Regions from separate parts of the Cricetulus griseus genome. Here region 1 is linked to region 2. Evidence: chromatin contacts called from public Micro-C data. All regions are on one chromosome and are shown on one strand. Each heading gives the region's core, a stretch centred on a gene start, on an enhancer-like site or on the middle of the called end of the contact. The rest is flanking DNA. Distances are from core to core; before and after follow the strand shown. Region 1 overlaps R3hcc1l (coiled-coil domain-containing protein R3HCC1L). Region 2 overlaps Pyroxd2 (pyridine nucleotide-disulfide oxidoreductase domain-containing protein 2).

The links. A called contact is a pair of places that touch in the nucleus more often than the background predicts.
Region 1: a contact with region 2 is called in a Micro-C map of the CHO-K1 cell line, with 2.2 times the contacts expected there. The contact joins two enhancer-like sites. A contact is called at or near these places in 2 of 8 Hi-C or Micro-C datasets (the CHO-K1 cell line and fibroblasts).

What each region holds. Positions count from the first base shown.
Region 1 is chr3:19,018,795-19,024,588 of CriGri-PICRH-1.0, forward strand. All of the region lies in intron 2 of R3hcc1l (coiled-coil domain-containing protein R3HCC1L), which reads right to left. Among named protein-coding and RNA genes, the nearest start is that of R3hcc1l, 25 kb to the right of the region's middle. Within about 2 kb of position 2,882, at least 1 of the 6 cell types and tissues checked has open chromatin away from gene starts, as enhancers often do. A contact at or near this core is called in the CHO-K1 cell line, where this site is marked.
Region 2 is chr3:18,821,764-18,828,228 of CriGri-PICRH-1.0, forward strand. It overlaps Pyroxd2 (pyridine nucleotide-disulfide oxidoreductase domain-containing protein 2), which reads left to right. Exons shown (of 16, transcript XM_027407286.2): 5 at 1,060-1,215; 6 at 3,143-3,296; 7 at 5,550-5,611; 8 at 5,691-5,788. Among named protein-coding and RNA genes, the nearest start is that of Pyroxd2, 14 kb to the left of the region's middle. Within about 2 kb of position 1,673, at least 6 of the 6 cell types and tissues checked have open chromatin away from gene starts, as enhancers often do. A contact at or near this core is called in the CHO-K1 cell line, where this site is marked.

The DNA of each region.
Region 1 (5,794 bases), core at 1,632-4,131, 200 kb after region 2:
GGAAAAGTTTGCTTTTATATTTTTAGAAAATGAGACAAGAAGCATTAGACTGTGCTCTGTAAAATCTGCAGCTGTATTACACTCATCTTCCACGGCTGAAAATAGGGCCTGGCACATGGAATACACTAAAGCATTTCGGTACTTAACTAATTTCATTTTCTATAGCCATAAGTAAGAAATCCAACCCTGGAGTTCTACTCCAGTCAAACTGTATTGTACCTAAATCATTCCTAAATTATATTTGTTCATATGTTTTCTCTGAATAAATTACAAGCATTACAATTAGGTGGGCTTTTTTAAAAAAAAGTTGTGTGTGTGTGTATGTGTTTGCCTATGTGTATGTGCATGATACGTTGTACAGGCACACACGAACAGTGTACATGTAGAGACCAGAGGACAACTCTGGAGTCACTTCTCTCCCTCCACCTTTATATAGGTTCTGGGAATTGAACTCAGGTGTCACTACATTTGAGTGACAACTGCCCTTACCTGCTAAAGCCATCTAATCAGGCAGCCCACTTTGCCCTCTTCTGAAGCCTGCAAAGCAACTAATCCCTGTGTATGCATGTATGCATGGCTGTACATGCATAGTAGACAGCCAATGCTCCCTCAAAATTTTAAGGTAATAGAGCAGCTCACATATACTTACCTACCCCATGTTCTTCCAACCTATAAGATTTATTTTTTCATCATCTTTGGCACAAATCCTAAAATGCTATCTGCCAGGTCTCATGCCCAATAAATATGCACCCACAAGCAATTATGGAGATAGATAGCTTCTGGGGAGGGGGCACTCTTTGGTCAGGTCCCAGTGCTGGCCTGTGGTTAGGGGGAAGGAGAGGGGGGAGGGGTGTGGTCCTGTGATTAATCACTGCCCACTCTGCTTAGGGGTATTTATCACAGCCCACTGTCAGGTAAATCACTGGAAAAACACCTCTTCAGTAATTAATGTGAAGTGACGGATGGACAGCCCCTGGGCCCATTAATCAGGAACATCAGCAGCCTACTGAGATTATGAATGTCAGGATGCATAAACTGCTGCTGGATCAATAAGCCCAGGAATTCATCCAAGGCTCTCATTTCCGAGGCATCTCCGGTACATTAGGTTCTCTCAAGCCCTCCCTCAATCTGAAGTGAAAATCAAGGCTTCAGAACAAAACAGGAGCTGAGGCCTGAAATGACCACTCCAATGACATGGTCAAGGAAGATGGCTTTGACTAGCAAAGGTACCAGGATGGGCAACCAATCAGTGTGTGTGGTACCACACATTGATCAAGAGGCTCTCTCAGAAGGTGTGGTACCCTGGAAACACAGCTTAACTAGGAAGACATAGTTGACTTCACTTACCAAAATCTCATTATCCATTTTAGGTATCATCCTGCTTCTTGCTTATAATCTGTTACCCATTCCCCTGACCCATACTTTCTTCCTTTCATATAAGAACCACTAATGCAGGGAGAAATAAAAATGAAAATTGAATTTTCACTACCTAAGATTCTGGGTAAATTTTAGTTTAATAAGAAAAAAAATGTATGAAATAAAATAATTAAATTATTTAAATTTAATTTAACCCCATCACTCATTACTATGATGAACATGGAAGAATTATCTATAGTGCTAAGCAAAAATATTCTCCACAAAAACCTTAGCTTAACTTGAAAAAATTATCTGGAGCTCAAAGAGAAAGAATATGTCATAATCCCAAGTGTAACCAAATTTTGTATAGGAAGGAAGGTTGAATACTGTAGGCTGGCAGTGACGGGAAGGAGACTGCCCTTAGCGCCACATCCCGCCAAACCCCAGTGCTGTGTTTTGTGGTCAGACTCAGGCCAGAGCTACAATTGTTGGTTAGAAAGTGTCTCAGAGTTACGGCTGCCTGTTCCGCTAAATCTCATTTCATCCTACTGATGGATGGATGGACAGATGGCTGCTTGGTGAAAGCAGCATTATCAGCCAGCTTCTATGGAGCCTCTGAATGATGGATAGCCCTCTTTCTACTTTCTCCAAACCACCATCGATCCAAGCCATATTTCAGCGGTCAGAAGCCCAGTAATATTAAGACACACAATCAGGTTAAGTTACTTGCAGTATAAACCTCTAAAACAGAAATCTTAACACCTCTGCTTTGCTGTCATGAACTAGGCTAAAAATGCCACAGTTTGATTCTTTCTAGCTGCTAACACAATGAATTCCAACAGCTCAAAGCCCAAAGGGAACAGCTGGGCTCTATTCCTAGCAGTACTTGAAAAGCTGACTCGCTTGCCAAAATTTTTACTAGCCAGTTCATTTCTGGGAAATGAACTCTGCAGCAGTGGTGAGCAGATCTGTGAATATGTGTATCCAGTGGAGTGTGAAACTATTAGAACCATCAAACCACCTACAGTTTGTCAGTGATGCCATCAATAGCCCCAAACATGTGGAGTTTTGGACCTACCAAGTATACCAACACCAAGAATGCTCATTAAAGCAAGGACAGATTAAAATCCTGTCTTACAAAGAATTCTAAAACGTTGTATGTATCTAGTCTGCTTGTCCAGCCTCTATTCTCTTATTTGCATATCAAATTGTTAAATCCTAATCCTTGCTTGCTCTCACAAGCACATGTCTGTATCCATTTGTTCTGTAGACTTATAACCATCGTACAATTATCTGGCTACTTAAGAGTCCATGCCTGCCTTTGTTCCTTCCACGTTACCCTTGGCTCTCCAGAAACTCAAGAGTCATACAACTGAACTCTGTATCAAAATTAATTCCACTTTTATGGCTAGAAAAAATAGAATGTGACATCATCTTTGTGATATGGAATCCTAGAGCTCACAAATCTTTTTCTGTGTTTATTCATTCCCAAATAATCTCTAAATGACTCACCATCAACCCCCCTGCACCCACTCAGGATGACCTGGCTCCTAGTCTTTCAACTGGTGACTGAACTGGTGCTGCTTTGAACCTATGCTCAGGTCATTTATTTATCTTTTTGTGGGGTAAGCAGATGTCTCACTAGAGTGGCAACTGTCTGTCTTCAGTACTTATGCCTTCAAAATCACCAACAGCTCTTTTTACCAAAACAATGCACTATATTTAAAATATGTTCCTTTGCTATAGTGTTCTATTTAAGAACAGTATTGTCTTTCACAGAAATATTAAGAATATCTACAGAATTATGCACTACTGCAAAAAGATCAAGTAGGTTAAAAATAAGCAACCTAATATTTCAAATAAAGATACCAAAGGTCCAAGGATTTTATTGTTTTGTTTTTGAGAAAAGATCAAGGATTTTGTTTTGTTTTATTTTTGAGACAGGGTCTCCCTATGCAGTAACCCTGGCTGGCCTGGAACTCAATATGTAAATCAGGCTAGTGTCGAACACAGAGATCCACCTGCCTCTGCCTCATGAGTGCTGGGATTAAAGGCATGCGCCACCATGCTCAGCTCAGATCCCATTATGTATGCCCATGGCTACAGAAATATTAAACATCGATAAGAGGCTGGGACCTACTTATAAATGCCATGCTCCCTCTGCTATCTTCCTTGAGACATTTCATTTTCACCATTGGCATTTCAACAGGAGAGAGGCCATGGGGTGAACACTGTGTGTGTTTGAATAAGGGAAGTGACCACAAAGGCCCAAACCTGGTGACATTACTATTGTGCTTCCCATCCAAGATGAGCACTGGTTGTCGGGGAGTCATTAACTATGTTAAGAGAATAAAATCAGATAAAGCCCTGACAATCTCCACACTCTTAATTTGTCCCAGTTTTATCAAGAACATAGAAAACAAGAAACTGAAGAATCAGAAAGCAAGAGGCCCTACAACTCACCCTAAATGGTCAAGGATATGGGTGAAACGTGCCCCTTTCATTTTCATGAATGATACACATTCTGGTCAGAAACAAAGCATTAGATGACTGACTGACTTCCCCCTCTGGTGGCTAGAAAGTGTTACTACTGCACTCCAGAATTTCCAACCTACCTCTCCACACTGCTCTAAATGACCACAGAACACCACTACAAAGAACAAATACGTGAAGGGGAGGTAGGAAAGATAGAAAAACATAGTGGTGAACTCTATTGAAAGAGGCGGAATCAGACACATGATGGCGGACACCAGTATTGATGCTGGGCCAAACCCTCTTCTTGGCATTGGGGAACATGGCAGATGAGTTTCTAGCTTTCACGGAGCTTAGCGTTTGGCTCGTGAGGAAAACTTCTGAGAGACAATAATAATAAGTAGGATTGACTCCATGCCAAAAAGAGGCCTGGTAACTTATAAAGAAGCCAATGGAGACCAATTTCAATTCAGAATGAGATTCCAGCACTTCGTAGTGGTGGGCTGAATGTAAGAGACACCAAATAAGAACCAAGGCCCACCCTCCACCTCCAGTTATGGCAGCTTGGGCATCACCATGGTTAATTAGCAAGTATGTGGTGGAAAAATGGTAGAGAACGAGAAGTGCAATAGGAGATGCCATGGTGGTGAGGAACAGCCCAATCTGAGTAGCCTGGGCTGCCACCTGAACCATGGAGATGTCCCAGCCCATGCTGCTGCTGAGGGTCATGTCTGGGTCCATGGCCCTGCAGCACAAGAGGTCTGGGCCAATGTCCATGACCCAGGTTACCACCAATGGCCATGTAGATACCCCTGGTCTGGGCTGCCGCTTAGGGTCATGTTGATGTTCAAGGACTACGCAGAGCTGGCCACAGCCCTCCACGGCTCTGAGCACTTGGGCAGCAAAGTAGAGCTGGCCTTGGTGGTGGGAACGGAGGTGAAGTAGCTGAGGATGGGAGCTCAGGAGAGTTAGCCCTCATTGTAGGTCTTACAGTGGTGTGGGCAAAAGAGAGATGCTCTCTCACTATGGCAAGGAGAACTGTCCCTGAGAGTAGGAAAGATGGCCCCACCCCTCACTAGCTACAGCCTGGGTGTCGCAGTAGACCAGTAGAGCAGTAGAGGTAGCCCTGGTGTGTGGGCATAGGAAAACTGACCTTACCCCTCTCCAGGGCAGTGCTGGAGAGCTGGCCCTGAAGGTGTGAATGAAAAAGATGGTCCAGCTGCCACAGGCAAGACAGCTGGCCCTGCCCCTCACCTGGGCAAAGCAGTAAAGATGATCACGATGGCACAGGAAAGCTAACCAACTCAACTACCACCCAGGCCCAGATCCAGGGCTTTGAGTCTGCCCGTCCCAACATCTACCCCATCTAAGAACTGCTAGAACATGTGAAGGGGCTGGTCCTGTACGATCTCCATGACACAGGGCAACAACAGGATATCCAAGAGAAGTCATGATGTGGATCCAGTATTGGTGGTATAGCAGAAACCAGAGGCCTCAGACCAGACCAAATACTCATTGCAATGAGTATTTGCAAGCAAAGCTGTTCTGGAAAAGGGGTATACTAGGTGACAAGCCATCAAACACTGCAGCTTCCACAGTGAAGTTTTTTTCATTTTTATTCTTTATTTTTTATTATTTTTACTTTTTGTTTTCTTTTGGGGGAAGGTTGCAAGGACGAGGGCAGATATGGAGGGATGAGAGGAGATGAGTGGGATTAGGGTACATGGTGTGAAATTCACAAAGAATAAAAAGTTTTTTTTCAATTCAGGTTGCATAATCTCTTTATTTTAAAGATGAGAAGACTAGTTGGAGAGTTATCTCAGACTTACAACTATTTGAGTGGAAAGTCAGACCAAAATCCGTATCACCTATCAACTAAACTAATAATTTTATCACCCACTTTTCCACCAAGTGTATGCTCAAGATATAAGCTCAGCAAAGTTTAATCAGGAAGTTAATTGTGCTG
Region 2 (6,465 bases), core at 423-2,922:
GACAGAGAGCCTGCCAGTATGGTTGGGGCCTGGGTGAGGCTTGCTGGTAAGTAATATCTGAGCAGAGACAAAAGAGAGGGAGCAGGCCATGGGACAGGACAAAGAAGTCTCCAGAAAACAGCCACAGTCAGCCCAAGTGATGTAAACACACAGTCTCAGCCACAGGCAGTCCAACCGATGTTAGCCCACAGTTGTTGCCCTGGCTCAGCCGCAGTCTGATGTTAGCACATGGTCTTGGCCACAGGCAGTCCAACTGATGTTAGCTCACAGTCTGTTGTTGCCCTGGCTCAGCTACAGTCAGCCCAACTGATGTTAGTGCACAGTCTTAGCCAAAGACAGTCCAACTGATGTTAGCCCATGGCCTGTTGTTGCACGGCTCCTTTGGAGAAGTATGTCCTCTCTGGGAGCTCGGTATGCTGGTGAAACACCTGTAAATCAAATCCTGATTTAAATGTCTCAAGGGAACTTCCACTTAAAATGACCTTGTAGTAAATTAGACCGCCGTGTAAATTTTTTAAATGATGTGACTAATTTATCCACCTTGTACATACGGATTTTCACAGAACCGTTGCTTTACAGATTACTTTTAAAGTTTACTTGTTTACTTCTGAAGTGACGGGAGGCAGTTATAGATGAGGGTCCCAGGGTCTTGGAGTCAGCGATATGTGGTTTTAAAATACAGATCTGCCTTCCAAAGTGACATGGGGCAAACTATGTACCTCCTCTGACCCTCCTTTGTTACCTGTATGGAGAGGAAAAACGTCTCTAGAGTTTTAGTGTAGTAGTGACTGTGAATCTCAGTGCCCTTTCTGATGAAGTGAGATAAAGTGGATGGGTGGGGCAGTGGGGTGTGTTAGGTATGGGGTGCAGATAGAGTGACTCCAAAGCCACAGAGAAACCCTGTCTCGAAGAAAAAAAAAAAAAGATAGGAACCAGGTCTTTACACCTTGGGACCAATCACAAACACACCTAACTGGTCACACAAATGGCATCAGAGAAAGGGCAAGGGCAGAAACATGCATGGATCCCTAAAATGCCTATGCTTTTTGTGTTCTACAGAAGCATGGGCTGAGGCTTCACCTCCGAAATCCCTACTCCTTCACCCCCATGCTGGAAGAGGGTACACTGAGCAAGTTGCCCAGGTCCCTTCTGCTGGGCACGGACATGGCTGAAAACCAGAAGCAAATCTCTCAGTTCTCACAGAAGGATGCTCAGGTATGGAAGCAGGCTCTTGAGAGGAAAATGGAAGTCAAGGCTGGGGAGGCTGAGCAGGCCCTGGACAACTTGGTGCATGCTAGCCTTTGACCTCAGGCATTCTGAGAAGGAGTGGTGGACGGTGGTTGAGACCCGTCGACACTGGGACTCGAAGAGCCTGTGTATGTTCATCTGAGGCTGATGAGCAGGTGGTCTCTGCATGCTGAATGTCAGAAAGGGATCCCTGGAATGCTTTATCCCCCTGCTCTTACTCAGAACCCCACATGTTATCCATCCTAAAGCTCACAAAAAGAACGTAGGGCCAGAAAATATTCTTTCAGTTTGACATCAACCCATGACAGCCAAAGCAAGGAAGTGTCTGTGGCGGTGTGCAGATCTGCCTCCCAGAACACACACCAGATGGAGAGTGCAAGCTGCTTCCTGCAGATCTAGTGCAGGAACACACTGGCTGGCTTTGTCCAGATGAGTCAGCGGGTGACGCAATGGGCCTGGTATGGAGGGTTCTGCAGTTGAGGAAATGTTCTAGAATGGCCGCTCTTGTAACAGCCTGGGCGCCAGCTGCAGGTGTGGCACCAACCCTATCACAGAGGAGGCATGCTAATGAAGAAAACCTAGGCTCATGCAGTCCATGTGCTTGCTTTCTGGTGTGCTAATCTAGCACTGGGCAAAGCCCAGATAGCCACAGGCGTATAGCACTTTCCCCTTTACCCAGAGCATCCTAAGCCTGGCTGTGTTAGCTGCTATTCGCCAGACTGTGACCGGCATGCAGACTAGAAGCCGCTTAAAGGAAGAAGGATTTGTGCTGCTTGTTGTTTGAGAGGGAACACTTCCTGGTGGGAAGACATCATGCTGTCAGGAAGGCATTGTGACTGGAGCAGCCCACAGCTGTGGCAGCGGGAGTGCGAGGTGCTGGATGTTTCTTGTTGGCTGTCAGGAGAGCTCGGTGGAAGCAGAGCCAGCCTGTAAGCCCTACATCTTGCCAAACAGTCCCCATGTCCTCTCTTGAGCAGCAGCATCTCATCCTCATACCTGAGCCTGTGAGAGATGTTTCTGATGGAGATCATAGCACCTGGCTGACAGTGGAATTGCCCTCCTGTCATCAGGAACATCCGATGCAGTGTGCTGAGGACCAGCCTCTGCCCTCGCCTAAATCCTGCCGCTGTCAGACATCAGTGGACCTGTGGACATCAGTGCAAGGCCAGGTCCCAGTGCCTGTGTGCCTATCTGCTAGTGACAACACCGTGGGAGACCTAGGACATTTCCCAAGGAATCCAAAGACTCAGTTTATGGTTTTGTCCTTGAAAGTTGTCATTTGGCAAGCCTGGTCTAGGGAAAAGTTTATTATCTAATTATGATTTTTAAGAAGTTCTTTACCACAGAACTTTAGGTAATACCTCAACTTCCTGGGTTTATCCCTATGTCCAACTTCCAGCCCTGTTCCTACCACCAGCCCATGAGAGGCAGGCAGAGTCTGGAACACTGCTGGAGGGGGCTGCTGAGTGAGAGGATGCAGGCTTCTGTGGTTGTATGGGATGAGGCAGCAAGTGGTCAGTGTGTTGGGGAGACATCAGCCTTCCATCAGTCACAAGCAAAGGACACAGAGCTTCTAAATGATTTATATCACAGGGCTCTACCTGTACCCTCAGACACTTGGCAGTTTTGTGTAGCTGGGTTTGACCCATACCGGCTCTTGGCCCTGGAGGCTGTTCTGATGCTCAGGCTTCTCTGCCCTTCACATGTGGGAGTGAGAACTGAGCAAAGCCAAGCTGAGTCACAGCTAGGGATGTGGCCTGAGGAGCCATCAGGGCTGCACTATGGGGTATGACAGCCATATCAAAGTGTGACACAGAAGACCAGGCATGGGGATGGTATTCTGGATTCTGTGGGATTCTGGACCGTTGAGTGCTAACCTGAAGCTCTGTTGCAGGCCTTTCCCAGGTACGAGGAGTTCATGAGTCGCTTGGTGCTAGCCATTGACCCCCTGCTGGATTCTGCCCCCGTGGACATGGCAGCCTTCCAGCATGGCTCCCTGTTACAGAGACTCAGGGCACTGTCCACCCTGAGGCCCCTGCTGAAAGCAGGTAAGTCTAAAGTACAGGAATCCGGGTGTAGAAAGTGACCTCCATGGAAACAAGCCCACTTTCTGGATGCCTGGATCTAGCTTAGAGCTCCAAGACAGCACCAGTGTGTTACAGCTCTAGGAGGAAAGGTATCCTGGAAGTCAGGAGCCAAGGAATACCACAAAGTCATACAAGAGATTTATTGGGAGAGACGGCTGCCTCTGCTTGGGCAAGAAAGAGCAAAGAACTGGGAGGAGCAGGCTTTCTTGTGGTTGGAGCTTTCCAGGATAGAACTTTCCAGGGTGACCTGGGATTGGTGGGATTTTGTGGCCTGATTTTTTTTTTTTTCTGTAGGGCAGAGTTTGGCCACCTGAGTCTTGAGTGGCTGGGCCAGCTAATGGACCACAGAGACTTCCAGGCACTCCCCCCAAAATTTCATTCTACCCTACCCTAAAAATAGGGCCCAAGACAAAGGGTTGTGTTTACTTAGAAGGGTGACCCCCAAGTCACCAAAGGAGGGAAATGAAGGAAGAAACTCCAGGGTACATTAGTTACTTGTGTTACTGTGATAAATACCATGGCCAAGTCACTTAAGGAAGGAAACGTTTATTTTAACTGGAGGTTTCAGAGGGTTAGAGTCCATAATGGCAGAGACAGCATGGCAGCAGGTGGGGGGGGCAGAAAGCTGGAGGATCAAATTCCATCCACATGCAGAAACCAAAGAGAGTGAAAACCGACAGAAGGGAGGAGCTATAAACTCCTAAGCCCCACCCCCAGCGACACACCTCCTCCAGCAAGGCTCACTCCTGAAGGTTCCGCAACCTCCCCCAAAAGTGCCAACAACTGGGAACAAGTGTCCAAATATGTAAGCCTAGTTGGGGGAAATGTTTTACTCAAACCACTTAGAGGGATCATCAGTACTAGGGTGCATGTTGGCACTGGCCATGGGTGGTGGGTGATAAGACACTGGTCCTGCCGAGACTCTCCGCAGAATGTACTTTATAGGAGGTATGCAGGTCCTTGGCCATTTCCAAGAGAAGAAAAGGGCCTCGTCCCCCACTGGTCAGGGGTTGCCTCATGAAACAGTGGCCTCTGGGTCATGCATCTGTAGATGAACTGACATGCTTCCAGAGAAGAAAGGAGAGGCCCGTCTCTCAGTGGCCTCCGCTTGATGCTGTAGGAATTCCAGTGTGTGAAGCAGATCAGAGCACAGAGCTCATTGCTGCAGCCACAGCTAGAACATAATGTAAGAGCCAAGAGAATCTGAAGAGTTGCCTCCAAATGAGAAAGAATACTAAATTTAGACCAAAAATAATAAAAGATCTGTGATCAATTAGGGCTCTCGAGCAGAAGCTTGATCAAGAAGGATGCTGTTATTTTCTACCACCCTTTGGGTACACAGACAAATTCCCATAGCCTAGAAAAATACTGAATCAGTTAGCTATGGTCACAAGAAAAAGAAACCCCACAAAACTCCTTTGGCATCTAAAAGTCAGCATTTATTTCCCATGGGTCTTTGTAGTTCGGTTGATCCCAGCAGGCTCAGTTGGTCTGTCTGGTCTCATACACATGTCTGTGGCTGGGGACAACCAGCGGTGCCCACTCTGCTCTCTGTGTCTGTCATCCTGTGTGGAAGCAGCTTGCTACACTGGGCGTGCACTTCTTACAGCAGTGGAGATGCACAGGGGACGTTACAAATCTCCATCTGTGACACATTTATAAATATTCCGTTGGCTGGCAAGCTACATGGATAAGTCCAGAGTCAAGGTTAGGAGTAGGTCAGCCAGCTATGGCGGGTGGTCATCACAGCATTTATACAGCAGAGAGTCTGGAAATGGCGGGAATGAGTGGACTTTGTCATCGACACCAAAAGTAGACACTCCTTTTCAGATTACCAGTCCTACGAAGCTTCATGCAATTACCATTCATTTTAATAAATATTTATTGAGCAACTACTTTTGCCAACTACTAAGGTTTACAGAGGGACCACAATGGCCAGAACCCTGTCCCGCTGCTAAAATGTAACTGATGCTCACAAAATTAAAGGTCTTTTCTATTTCATTGAATCCTTACAGTAGCATGAGAAATATGTCTTCAATCTTACAGAGAAACAGACTCAGAGCTGAAGATGGTTAAAAAGGGGTGAAAACAGACACTGCTCTTGAATGTCACACTGTCTCCACCAGTCTCTGCCTCTTCCTGTTCTTTCTTCCCTGGGGATGGGAACAGTCTCCTCAAGGGTTGTCTCATCTGCTGTTTCTACTTCTCTTTCAGGGCGCACCCTGGGAGCCCAGCTCCCCCAGTACTACCAGGTCCTCACAGGCCCCATCTCCAAGGTGAGTGTGGCCAGATGATGGCCTAGGGACTTCTCCTGTCACCCAGGCCCTTGAGCCTTTCTGTGGCTTTGCTCTCCAGGTGCTAGACCACTGGTTTGAGTCTGAGCCTCTAAAGGCTACTCTGGCAACAGATGCTGTGATTGGAGCCATGACAAGCCCCCACACTCCAGGGAGTGGGTGAGTAGGGACCAAGGTGGCTGGGGGTGAGCGGGGAGCGGGTGGGGGGACTGATGAAGAGGAACATACTTCCCAATGAGAGGAAGCTCACAGACTGCCATTTTCTGAGCTCAGCTCGTGCGCCAGTCATGAAGCTCCGCATGTCATGCGTGTTGAATGAGCTCTCAGGGTCATATCTGAAAACGAGTTCAAAGAGGTGTCCTGCCCAAAGTCACATAGTTAATGCGAGGCAGAGCTGACTTCCAGTGCATGCTGTCTGAACCCCAGCTACGCTTTTCCAGCGTCTCCAGGAAAAGCCTCTTCCTGCTCTCGGGGTCTTCTGTCCCCATCCTGCGCCTCCTCTCTCCCTCCTGACTTTGTGCAAAGCCCATGTCTCTCCTCTCGCTGCATACTCACTCACTGGCCTCCTCCCAGGGATGAGAAGCTGCCCTGCTCTGTGAGCAGATGTGTCTGGAGCCCAGGCGGAGAGGGGCCGTCAGACACCGTGAGGGCTGTGCTTGTGGTTGTGAATGCGAGAGTTGTCAGTGAGGCTTATCTCTCCAGGATGAAGGCAACCCCCAAGAAGTGGCTTTTCACCAGAGGTCAGGCCAGTCCTGAATCCCCCAGGGCCAGGGAGAAGCATCAGCAGCATGTATGTCACTCTGCCAAGCTCTTAACTAACCAGCCAGTGTGGATCT